Linked DNA regions of Mus musculus: regions 1, 2 and 4 are each linked to region 3. Evidence: chromatin contacts called from public HiChIP or PLAC-seq and promoter capture Hi-C data. All regions are on one chromosome and are shown on one strand. Each heading gives the region's core, a stretch centred on a gene start, on an enhancer-like site or on the middle of the called end of the contact. The rest is flanking DNA. Distances are from core to core; before and after follow the strand shown. Region 1 holds the start of Irs3 (insulin receptor substrate 3). Region 2 holds the start of Rasa4 (RAS p21 protein activator 4). Region 3 holds the start of Plod3 (procollagen-lysine, 2-oxoglutarate 5-dioxygenase 3). Region 4 holds the start of Tsc22d4 (TSC22 domain family, member 4).

Region 1 (2,700 bases), core at 88-2,587, 660 kb before region 3:
GTCCCAGGACAGCCAGAGCTACAGAGAAACCCTGCCTAAAAAAATAATGGCCACTACTATCTTTAAATGCCTGGGGTACACAGTGCGGCAGCAGAGAGAGTCCCTGCTTCAAAAAGGTGGAAGGCTAGCCGGGCATGGTGGTGCACGCCTTTGATCCCAGCACTTGGGGGGCAGAGGCAGGCGGATTTCTGAGTTCGAGGCCAGCCTGGTCTACAAAGTGAGTTCCAGGACAGCCAGGGCGATACAGAGAAACCCTGTCTCGAAAAAACAAAAACAAACAAACAAAAAAAGGTAGAAGGTGAGGACCCACTTCCAAAAGCTGACCTCTGACCACATGCAGGGGACAGCCTGTACAACACACGTACTATTTTCCAAGCTGGGTGTGGTAGCATGCACTGTAACCTCAGGCAGGGGAAGTGGAGTCAGACATATGATAGGCCTGAGGCCTTCCAGGCCTGCAAATCGAACCTACTAGACAAGTTCTAGTGAGCCTGTCTCAAAAACAAGAGGGATCGCTCTTGAGGAATACGAGAGGTTGTCTTCCAGCCTCCAATAAGCATGTGCATTTGTGGCCTATGATCTCCAGCCCCACCCAAACCTCTCAGGATACACGGGCTCACCAGGACGTCTGCCACAGGATCCCAGCTCCTGTGACCACAGCCACCATCAGGTTCAAGTTGGCATTTGGCTGGTGGTCAGGGGCACTTTGAGGAAGGTGTCTCTGAGAGACTAAGTCCTCTTTCACACATCCTTCAGTGGACATTTGCATGCGTGGGAATCTGGAGAGGGTGGGGGTGCGGTTGGTTACCAGAGACCAATCTAGTTTGGTTTTCCTATCCTGGGGTATCCATCAACCCAAACTCAGATAGCTCAGAAGCAAAGACACAAAGATCATCTCTGGGTAGGAAAGGAAAGAACACTGAGGACCTATACAACTAGAGGCTCAGTTCGGAGGCTCCTCCCTGGAGAACTGCCGCTATCAGGATGGCCCGCTAGGCCAGGCCACTCTTCTAATTACTAGTGCCATCACTGCTAACCACAGCCGCTTCTTCTGCACCCTGGCTTTCTGGCTTTCGAGATTGCCCCGGGCTGCCTCTGGCGGTACTCCTCCACCCCCACATCCAGTCAGCTGATTGGTAGAGATGCCCCCCCTCACTCCCCGCCCCTGTGAAAGTTTGGTCCCAGCGGTGCAGGGCTCCTACTCTAGCCTATGAATCCTAAACTCAAATTCCTGCACTCGGGCGTGGGAGGGTTAACTTGAAGGGGTGGAGATTCCAACAAGGAGGCTGACCCAGCTAGGTCAGCCTCCCTTAGACCTAGGAGTCCTGGTGTCACTGGCCACTGGGACACACGCACTCCTGTGTACAGGCTCCTTGTTCACTCCAAGTCAGGAGAGGGCGTGGAGAGATGCAGGGCAGCTAGGCCGGCTGCAGTTTCCCAGGGCTACTTGTTCCAAGCGGGTGGTAGCTCAGGGGGCCAGACCCATTCAAATCAGTCCTTCTGGGGACAGTTTACTGTCTTTGGCTGGAAATGAAGCCTGCAGGTACGGGCCCCACAGTCTCCTCCGGGGGCGAGTGCACCGACGTGTCCCTCGGCTCACCGTTTCCTTGGCCCTGCCTGCCCGACGTGCGGCTCTGTGGCCATCTGAGGAAGCAGAAGTCCCAGCGCCGCCGCTTTTTCGTGCTGCGCGCTGACCCACCACGCCTGGAGTGCTACGAGAGCGAGAAGAAGTTCTTGGCCAGCGGCTGCCGCCCACCTAGACCCCGGCGTACCGTTAGCCTGGAGGGTGCCTGCACTATTAGCAAGCGCGCGGATGCCCGTCAGCGCCACCTGATCGTCATCTATACCAGCGACAGCAGCCTGGGCGTGGCGGCGGCCAGCGAAGCAGAGCAGCAAGCATGGTACAGCGCCCTGCTCGAGGTGCGCGCCACCGCCGCAGCCGCTGCTGCTACTGCTATGGGTGAGCCTTGGGTGAGCGACGGGGAGGTCAGGGGGTTGCCGACTTAGTTTATCTTGAACCCATTTCCCTCAGATCAACTGAGGTTTAAATCTTTTTTATTTTCGAGACAGGGTTTCTCTGTGTAGCCCTGGCTGTCCTGGAACTCACTCTGTAGACCAGGCTGGCCTCGAACTCAGAAATTCGCCTCCCAAGTGCTGGAATTAAAGGTGTGCGCCACCACGCCCGGCCTGAGGTTCAAATCTTAAGCTAAAAAAAAAAAAAAAAAAAAGACGTATAAAACGTCTTGGTCACCTGGGACCCGGTGACCCCAACCCCTGCCTCCCGGTGACTTGCCAATTCTCTCCAGGTTTCAGTCCCCAAGAGGCCCCTGAGTCTTGGATCTTCGCCCCATTCCAGGACGTCTGGCCTGTGACACTGCGGTCCAAGGGGCTGGGGAGAGCACAAGGCCTGAGCAGCGGCAGCTATCGCCTGTGCCTGGGTTCTGGGGCCCTGAGCCTCCTGCGAAAGCCTGGAAGCAAAGGTTCCAGAGACAGCCGGGCAACGCCACCACCAGTCCTGCGCTTGTCCTTGCTCAGTGTGCGCCGCTGTGGCCACGCAGACTCTTTTTTCTTCCTGGAACTCGGGCGCTCAGCGCCCATTGGTCCTGGTGAGCTCTGGCTGCAGGCTCCTGATGCAGTGGTGGCCCAAAGCATTCATGAGACAGTCCTGGCTGCCATGAAGCGGCTGGGGAGCAATGCAGC
Region 2 (2,700 bases), core at 100-2,599, 900 kb after region 3:
GCTCCTGGCACTGAGAGTGCTGGGAGAGCCCGCCTGCCCGCCGGAGAGATGAACACACACACACACACACACACACACACACACACACACACACCTCCCCAATTCTCAGTTCTCTGTAGCCAGGAAACCCACCGGGACCCGGAGCGCACTTTGAACCCTAGGCCTCTGCCCCGCCCTTTCTTCGGTTTTATGATCGTGGCTTCTCCCCGACACTAGGATTTCAAGCACTTGGGTCCAGAAAGGGAAACTGAATCTTTGCAAATGAGGACATAAGAAAGCCACGAGACACGTTCTAGGAGTCACGCAGTTGACCTCGGGAACTCACTAAAAACAGTGTGACAAAGGGGTGTCCGAAAGCTCCCCAAATCTGGCGATGGATTAGAGGAAGCTTTATGAAGGACGGTAATGCATTTTAGGAGCCCTAGATTCACGACCTTGCTTTGACACCACCAGCTAACATTTCCTGTCTGTCGGCATCGGTTTTCTAATCTGTAAAGTGGTCCGAGGAGAAATGCCTTGCAGGGAGCGATTAAAGGGAGAGGCCCGGCAAAGTCAAGGGAGACTCTAAATCCTGCCTCTATGCATCCCTCCTGTCCCCTTGACCTACACCCCCACCCCCACTTTTCACACCTGCATGCCTTGCCCAAATGAATAGCGAATAGCGAACAAGTCCGGCGGACAACTCTTGGGGTTGTTATGGACTCCCAAACTACAGAGAGAGGGGGGGACACTCCGCCCCTTTCAGCCACACCCTGGGCAGTTCTTGCGATGCCATCCCAGTGCCAGTTTCAGTCTTTTAAAACTCCTGCCCCCCTATGAGCCCTGGCTTCCTGCTGTTCCCAGGTGGAGAAGCCCCTCCCTTGTCTCTAGCCCTCCGCCTCTAGCTTGCCCCTCCACTCTGTCAGGTATTCACAGCAAATCTCGCTGTCCCCATTTTCGTAGCCAGTCCCCCTCCGTGGCTGTACACGCCACATCCTCTCCGCTGCTCTCCTTGTGGGGAAGCCCTAAGGACCCCCCGCAAAGGTCAAGTATATAAAAGGGGATCCCATCAAAGTTGGGGTGGCCACCACCCGTACCCACTACTCACATGTCCTTGGCGGGCAGATTTTTCCCTTCTACGATTCGGATGGACAGCGAACTGCGCTTGGCCATTGCGGGTCGGCGACGTGGAGGCCTGGCGGGGAGGGGTTCGGACTCATGGGTCCCCTCTCGGGGTAAGGAGGGGGAACAGTGCGAGTGGCGCTGCAGGCAGGCGGGTGCGGAGGCCAGAGAGGGGAGCGCTGGGGCTGAGGGATCTCCGCTACTCCATTCACCCCTCCCCGCCCCTCCTGCGGGGGCGGGGAGACACTGCATGGAAGGACCAATCAGCGTCCTGGATGCCCAGAATGGGCGCGGCCTATGCGGCTTGCGTCCCTCATTGGCCACCTGGAAGGGAGGGCGGGCGGGGCCTGCCCCGAAGTGTAGCTGCTGGCACCCGGAGATTCTTCCACCACCAGGATCCCTCCTGGTGCTCTCGATTCTCAGAGAGAGAGCCCAGGCTCACGGAGGGACCTGGGTGTGCAGCATAGCTGCAAATCCATTAATGGCCGCACGCTGGGAGTAACTTGTCTGTGACAGACCTGGAAAGATGTGAAGACTCAGGCAGTTGGGAAAGTTTGAGGACATCAAATCTGGAAAACAGGATTGTTTGGGGCGTGTTTGTATTGTGGTTTCGTGTGTGTTCAGGTGTGCAGGTAGAGGCCAGAGATCACCCTCCGATTTCATTCTTCAAGATCCGTCCACCATTTATTTATTTGTTTATTTATTTATTTTTGAGACAGGGTTTTTCTGTGTAGCCCTAGCTGTCCTAGAACTCTCTCTACAGACCAGGCTGGGCTCGAATACAAAGATTCACTTGTCTCTGCCTCCCAAGTGTTGGGATTAAAAGCCTGCACCACCACCTCCAGGCTCTGGCTACCTTTTTAAAATTTTTGTTTTTTATTGGCTGATTGATTAGGGTGTGGCTTACATGTTGTGGTCCCAAGTGGAAATCAGAGGACACCCGCAAGAATCTTTTCTTTACTTTCACCAAATGGGTCCCAGGGATCAAATTCAGATTATCAGACTTGGGCAGGAGTCTTTCTACTGACCCATCTCCTCTGCCCCACCTTGTAAGACACAAGGTCTCTCATTGGCTTGAAACCTCCCCAGTAGTCTAGACTGGCTGGCCAGTGAGACTCCAGGATCCACCTTTCTCCATCTTGCCCACTTCTGGAGTTCTTTACAAGAGTTCAACACCATGCCCAGCTATCCATTAGTCCTGGGAACGAGTGATTCTTCTGCTTGCAAAGCAGTTTAGCAAGTGAACCATACTTACCTAGCCCTAGATCTGCATTCCAGCCCGCCATCGCTGCCCATACTGGTGACCAAACCTAGGTCCTTGAGTGTCCTGGTCAAAAATTCTGCTACGAGTGACATCATTTTATTCTTCTTTACCCCAAAATAAGATTCCATTGGGGATACAGACATACATACAGATTTTTTTTTTTTTTTGACACAGGGTTTCTTTGAGTAACCCTGACTGTCCTGGAACTCTATAAACCAGGCTGACTTCAAACTCACAGAGATTCCCCTCGCCTCTGCCTCTCCAAGTGCTGGGAATTAAGGGGTGCGTCATCAGCACCACTCCACCAGATTTTATTATGCTATGTGCACATATGC
Region 3 (2,700 bases), core at 18-2,517:
AGATGAGGAAACAGGACCAACCCCCACGACCCCTGCCCTCTCCCGCTGGAATTTCTCCCATGGGTCCCCCCACTCACCCGTACAGTGTAGTTAAAGAACTCCGCAGACTGCAGAAAACGCCGGTACCCCTCTGTCTCTGCCGTAGCCACAGTGATCACCAGCAATTTGTCTGTCATAGCCAGAGAACTGGCACTTAAGACACGGCTTAGTGTCCCACGTGTTTATCCCTCTGTATCACCCCCGACACACACACACACACACACACCTCCATATTACTTCACTAAAGTTCTTTCAGCACATTTGATCTCCAGAAGAGTCGGGTGAGAGTAACATACACGAATGGGGGCTGGGGTGTTCCTGTCTGTCTGGGGAGCCTGGAACCCCAAGTTCTGCATGAGAGGCTAATGCACTGGGAAGGCTGGACACTCCCTTCCAGGCTGGCGGACGTGTCGACCCTGCCCACTGGCCGCCCGGGTTCTCACCTGGGTTGACAGCATTGGCGCCCCGGGGTCGATCGGAGGCAGAAGTTACGGGGGGCAGCGGCGGCAGCAGCAGCAGGAGCAGGAGCAAAAGCCGGGGTTCCGGGCCTGCCGCAGCCATGGCTAGCAGCACGCTTAGGCTACACCCAGGCCCGCACCGGCGCTGAGCTGAGCGCCTGGATTCCGACGCCCCGGGAAGATTCTGGGAAAAGGGGAAACCGAGCCCGCTGAGAGGAGGAGCTGTGCTCGGGACTCCGCCCTGGAAAAAAGGCGTAACCCGAGGCCACCGAAAACCCGAGATGCAGACGGCGAGACAAGGCAAGGATTGTCCCGCGGGCGCGGGCTGGAGGGTGGGGAGGAGCCGAGGGTCCGGTCCTGGGCACTGCCTGACTCACACCGGAGCAACCGAATCCCCCCGGGAGGGGAAGTGACCTTTTGAGGAGGGTCCAGGCGACGCGGGGGCGGGTCTTGACCACAAGTCTGACCCGGAGGAACACAGGACAGCAAGGCCTGGGGTGGCGCGCGGCGGGGGCGACGGGCCCGGAGGGGCCGGGAAGCCGGAGGCGGGATCGCGCGGACATCCTCGTGGGTCTGGGTTCAACAAAGCCACCGAACCTGCCTATCCTGTCCCGCAGCGCGGGGACACGCACCGGGGATGCAAAGGGCACAGGGACAAGAGCGCTCCCCTAAAGACCACCCACGCCAGTTTTTAAAAAGTGACCATTTGCAGGCGGCTCTCAGATTTTTTTTTTTGGGTAACCACAATGCGACCGGAATTAGGTTTGCCCCTATCAAAGATGGCGGAAAGCGAAAGCTTGCTGATCTCCAAGGGAACATCACGTAATGACTTCAAGCGGGAGGGGAAAGACTGCGCACGCGTATGTGTGCACGCCACCGGAAGGGGTGTGCTCAGAGCAAGGGTCGGTGGTTAGTACGCGTGCGCAGTAGGCTCTTCTGTCAACTGTGTTGCGCCAATGGTGGAGAAGAAACCCGCCGGTATGTGAGCCTTGAGTGGTTCGCCCTTTTGTGCTTCCCAAGTTCAAATTCAGCCTAACATCTCCCCGCCTAGCTTTTCACGTCAATTACCTTCGCTCAGTGTTGGGGCAGTCTCGGAACCATTAATTCGTGTTTTGTGACTGCTTGCTTCAGCAGACGTTGGGGATGGAGAGGATGTGTTGTCTCTCCAAAGCCCGGGTGCTATGAGCAGTGGTACTCACCTCGGCTTCTGGATTGTTTTGCTTTTGTTTTTTTTTTGTTTTTTGTTTTTTTCTTCGAGACAGGGTGCGTACCCTTGGCTGTCCTGGAACTAGCTCTGTAGATTAGGCTGGCTTGGAACTCACAGAGATCTGCCTGCCTCTGCCTCTACACTGCTGGGATTAAAGGCGTGCGCCACCATCGCCCCACTTTCCTCCAGCTTCTGGATGTTGGATGGAGGGAACAGAGAAACTTAGGAAATCAAAGGGCTTGGCTTTGGGTACTACACAAACACGTGCACACACACACACGAACATACACACTTCATTCCTTCCTTTCTCTCTTTTTTTAATGTAGCCTAGGCTGCCTATGTAAATTAGGCTGGACCTCAGCCTCTTGGTGTCCTGTAGTCCTGAAGTCTGTGGTTTGGGGGAGTTCTGGTTTGAGACTGGCATGTTATGGGAAACCCAGCACCAGGAATGGGCAGGTGAGATGGTGCATGCAGTAGGTAAAGTTGCTTGCTGCCAAGCCTGACTACTTGAGTTCAGTCCCCAGGATCCACATGATAGGAGAAAAGGCTTCCATACAGTGTCCTCTGATCTCTGCACGTGTACTGCAACACCTACATGTGCACAGAAACACTCAGAATAAATGCACTTTTTGAAGAAAGATAGAAATACAAGAAAAAGAGGTCAGAGATGAGCCCCTGCTGATAGGGTGTTGTCCAGCATGCCCAAAACTCTTGCTCCATCCCCAGCATCACATAAGCCTGGTGTGGCTGTGCACAGGAGGTCATCCCAGGCCAGCCTGGGCTTCCTGAGATCCTATTGAAGGTTGTGGGGGTGAGAAAGGGACAGGCCAAAGAGCGCTATCAATTAAAGAAAAAGGACAGGCAGAAGCAGCCTCGAGAGCAAGAGAGGAGACAAAATGTCGGGATAGGAAATATATCCAACAAGATAGGGGGACATCTGGGAGCCACACTGGGGAGACTTTTAGTCCAAGGAAGGTAGTCGGTGCAGTCACAGGG
Region 4 (2,700 bases), core at 195-2,694, 760 kb before region 3:
ATCTCTCTCGTAAACATCCACACACGTCCACCGACCTCGACGATAAGGCTCTCCCAAACCTTGGGGCAGCTTCACCACCCGGAAACGGGAGGCAGGGGCTCCAGGTGGCGGAGAGCCATTCCGGGGGGTGCCCCTGCCCCCTGGATCAGGGTTGGGGTCCCCATTGGGGAGGCGGGGCGGGGGCCCAGCGAGAGCCGGTGGGACAGGGGAATCCGAAGCCCCTGGGCTTCCTGGGCCCTCATAGTCCGTGGTGACGCTGGTGATCTGAAAACTACTTTTCTTCTTACCACCACTCATGGTCCCTGGGGCTCCGGACTGGGCTCGGGTGGGGGAGGGGCTGGGCTCCTGGAGAGGGGCTCAGGCACCTCTGGAACAAGGGGGCCACATGGCAGGGACATCGGGGCCCCTGGGGACGTCTGGGTCCGACATGGCAGGAGGGCCTTGTGGGAACTTGGGGGTGCCTGGTTAGTGACTGGAGTACAGAGGGGAGGTGGCAGGAGGGGGGGGCAGGGGCAGGTTTTTCCTGCTGCTGTCGCCGCTGAAACCCCAAAGCTGAGCTTGCAAACTGGAAAAAGAAAGAGACAGAAAGTGAGCGAGAGTGTGTGTACGTGAGCAAAAGAAAAAGCAGGGGCCAAACCACCTCCGGGGCTTCCTCTCGGGGGAGCCGACTGGAGGGAGGAAGAAGAAAGCCACTAGAGACCCAGAGACAAGTAGAAATGACAGACCGGAGCAGAGGGGACAGAATTCAGAACACCCACAACAGGAAGAAGCAGCTGGGACCCAAAGTTGGACATTTCATGCTTGAGATCCAAACTCGTCCCCAACACGTATCTCCATGGCCAGGGGCACAGGGGTGAATCGGCTCCTCCCCTGAAAGGGCCACCCTGAGGCCTCTGCCGGGCCTCAAGCCCACCCCACCCCCATTCCAGTTCCCCCATCGCTGGTTAGGCACTGCCCGCCAAGCCAAGCGCCCCGCCCAGCCCGGGAGAACTACCTACCTCTCGGGCCTCGGCCACCGAGCTGAGCTGGAGAGAAGACCTGGGGGACTAAGATCTCTCTCTCTCTCTCTCTCTCTTTTTTTTTTAAATCCTAAGGCGGCCTAGAGCAGGCCACGGCAGGCAGCAATCAAGGGCTACCCAGTGTTCTCTGGCGTCCGCATCTCACTCTGCGAGGCATCTCGGTGGAAAGTTTGCAGTTGAGACGAGAAGAAACCAGCGCTTCCACGGGGGAGCCCAGGCGCAGCCTCGGTTAACACTCCACGGGTCTTCCCTGTTGCTGTGGGAGGGGGCGGCTCAGCCCCCCGCTGGCTCCAGTCCCTTGAGTGGCTCTCTCTCAAGGCTCCTCCCACGTGGCCCCACTGGATGTATCTCTCAGCTCCTCAGCTCCGCTCCGTCTCGGTCTGGGTCTCTGGCTCTCTTTCTGGGCTGTTGACAACCCCCACACCAGGAAGTCCTGCCTTCTCGGGCCTGCTCACTGCTCCTCTCCTCCTCCTTCCCCTCTTCCTCCTCCCTCCTCCCTCCTCCCTCCTAAGGCTCCCTGCCAGCTGGCCCGGAGCCAGGCCTGCCACAGCCGCAGCCGCAGCCGCAGCCTACAGTTGCTGCTGTAGCTGCTGCTGTTGCTGCTGCAGCTTCTGCCGCTGCGGGTCCCAAACTGGTTGCTTTAACCCTACACCTGCCAGGTTCCAGGCAACTCTTCCTCGGAGGGAGGGGCATGAGGGCGGAGAAAAAGAGGAGGAGCCTGCGGGAGGCCAGGGATTCCCTTACTTGTAGGCTTTTGCAGGTTCTCCAAAAGAGTCTCAAGGAACGTGCCAGACATGTTCTGGGTACCTGACTGTCCATAAATACATAGTCAATGTGACCCACTGGCTGTGATTTGTCACAGCGTCTCTGGTTTTCACCGTAAATTCACGAGAAACTCCTTTCCCCACTCTGTTTTCAAAAGCGAGCGGCTATGAAAATTTTCAAACATGCCCTAAAGTAGAGGAACTAGGAGAATGAACGCCCATACACGCCATCATGGACTTGTAACAAGTATCAGCTGTACCCAAACGTGTTTTATTCCTCCAATATCTTTTCTCGGATTTTGCTGCAATATTTGAATTTTTTTTTTTTTTTTTTTTTTTTTTTTTTTTTTTTACTGTGAATGTATGTATGTGTAGATCTGGAGGTCAACTTGAAGGAGTCAGTTTTCTCTTCCACTATGTGGGTCCAAGGATGGAATAGTGCCAACCATCCGGTTTGGTGGTAAGGCCCTTTACCCACTGAGCCATCCTGTCTATCCTGCTCCTGCTCCAGTATATGAAATCAAATCTCTGATACGGTGTTTCCCTCTCTTAAAAAGGGAAAATTGGAGAAAGCAAACTATCCAAGAAGGCTGTTGGTGGTAGGGTAGACATGTGTGTGGCGTGTGTGTGCACATGAATGAGTAGTTGCACACACTTGTGTGTGTTTGTTAGCCACAGGACCACACTGGGTGTCCTACTCAGGGTCTCTCATTGAATGCATAGCTTGGTAGGCATCCAGCAAGCCCCAATAATTCTACATCTATTCTCCACAACACTGAGGTTATAGGCACACATGGTTATGCCTGGCTTCTCATGTGGCTACTGAAGATTTGAACTCAGGTCCTCATGCTTGAGTAGCAAGAACTTTTACCTGCTGAGCCACTCCTCAGCCCAGAACAGGCATTGCTACCTTCTCA

The links. Promoter capture Hi-C pulls out the DNA fragments that hold promoters and counts their contacts. HiChIP or PLAC-seq counts read pairs in DNA pulled down with a chosen protein or histone mark.
Region 1: a promoter capture Hi-C map of the C10 cell line shows a contact between it and region 3. The contact joins the promoter of Irs3 here to the promoter of Plod3 in region 3. A contact is called at or near these places in 8 of 39 promoter capture datasets (the C10 cell line, cranial neural crest, embryonic stem cells and 4 more), 1 of 484 Hi-C or Micro-C datasets (embryonic stem cells), 2 of 115 datasets of contacts at active chromatin or transcription factors (bone marrow-derived macrophages and pancreatic cancer cells) and 1 of 9 other capture datasets (adipose tissue).
Region 2: a contact with region 3 is called in a promoter capture Hi-C map of pre-B cells. The contact joins the promoter of Rasa4 here to the promoter of Plod3 in region 3. A contact is called at or near these places in 5 of 39 promoter capture datasets (hippocampal neurons, liver, neutrophils and 1 more) and 1 of 115 datasets of contacts at active chromatin or transcription factors (large pre-B cells).
Region 4: a contact with region 3 is called in a FOXA1 HiChIP or PLAC-seq map of pancreatic cancer cells. The contact joins the promoter of Tsc22d4 here to the promoter of Plod3 in region 3. A contact is called at or near these places in 4 of 39 promoter capture datasets (cranial neural crest, liver and second pharyngeal arch cranial neural crest) and 3 of 115 datasets of contacts at active chromatin or transcription factors (pancreatic cancer cells, pro-B cells and stem cell-derived neural progenitor cells).

What each region holds. Positions count from the first base shown.
Region 1 is chr5:137,644,351-137,647,050 of GRCm38.p6, reverse strand. It overlaps Irs3 (insulin receptor substrate 3), which reads left to right and starts at 1,337. Exons shown (of 2, transcript NM_010571.3): 1 at 1,337-1,960; 2 at 2,307-2,700. The coding sequence starts at 1,531.
Region 2 is chr5:136,082,565-136,085,264 of GRCm38.p6, reverse strand. It overlaps Rasa4 (RAS p21 protein activator 4), which reads right to left and starts at 1,349. Exons shown (of 21, transcript NM_133914.3): 1 at 1,088-1,349. The coding sequence starts at 1,152.
Region 3 is chr5:136,985,586-136,988,285 of GRCm38.p6, reverse strand. Plod3 (procollagen-lysine, 2-oxoglutarate 5-dioxygenase 3) reads right to left here and starts at 1,267. Exons shown (of 19, transcript NM_011962.3): 1 at 483-1,267; 2 at 78-169. The coding sequence starts at 600. Znhit1 (zinc finger, HIT domain containing 1) reads left to right here and starts at 1,382. Exons shown (of 5, transcript NM_001310747.1): 1 at 1,382-1,475. The coding sequence starts at 1,454.
Region 4 is chr5:137,744,713-137,747,412 of GRCm38.p6, reverse strand. It overlaps Tsc22d4 (TSC22 domain family, member 4), which reads right to left and starts at 1,444. Exons shown (of 5, transcript NM_023910.6): 1 at 999-1,444; 2 at 1-565. The coding sequence starts at 297.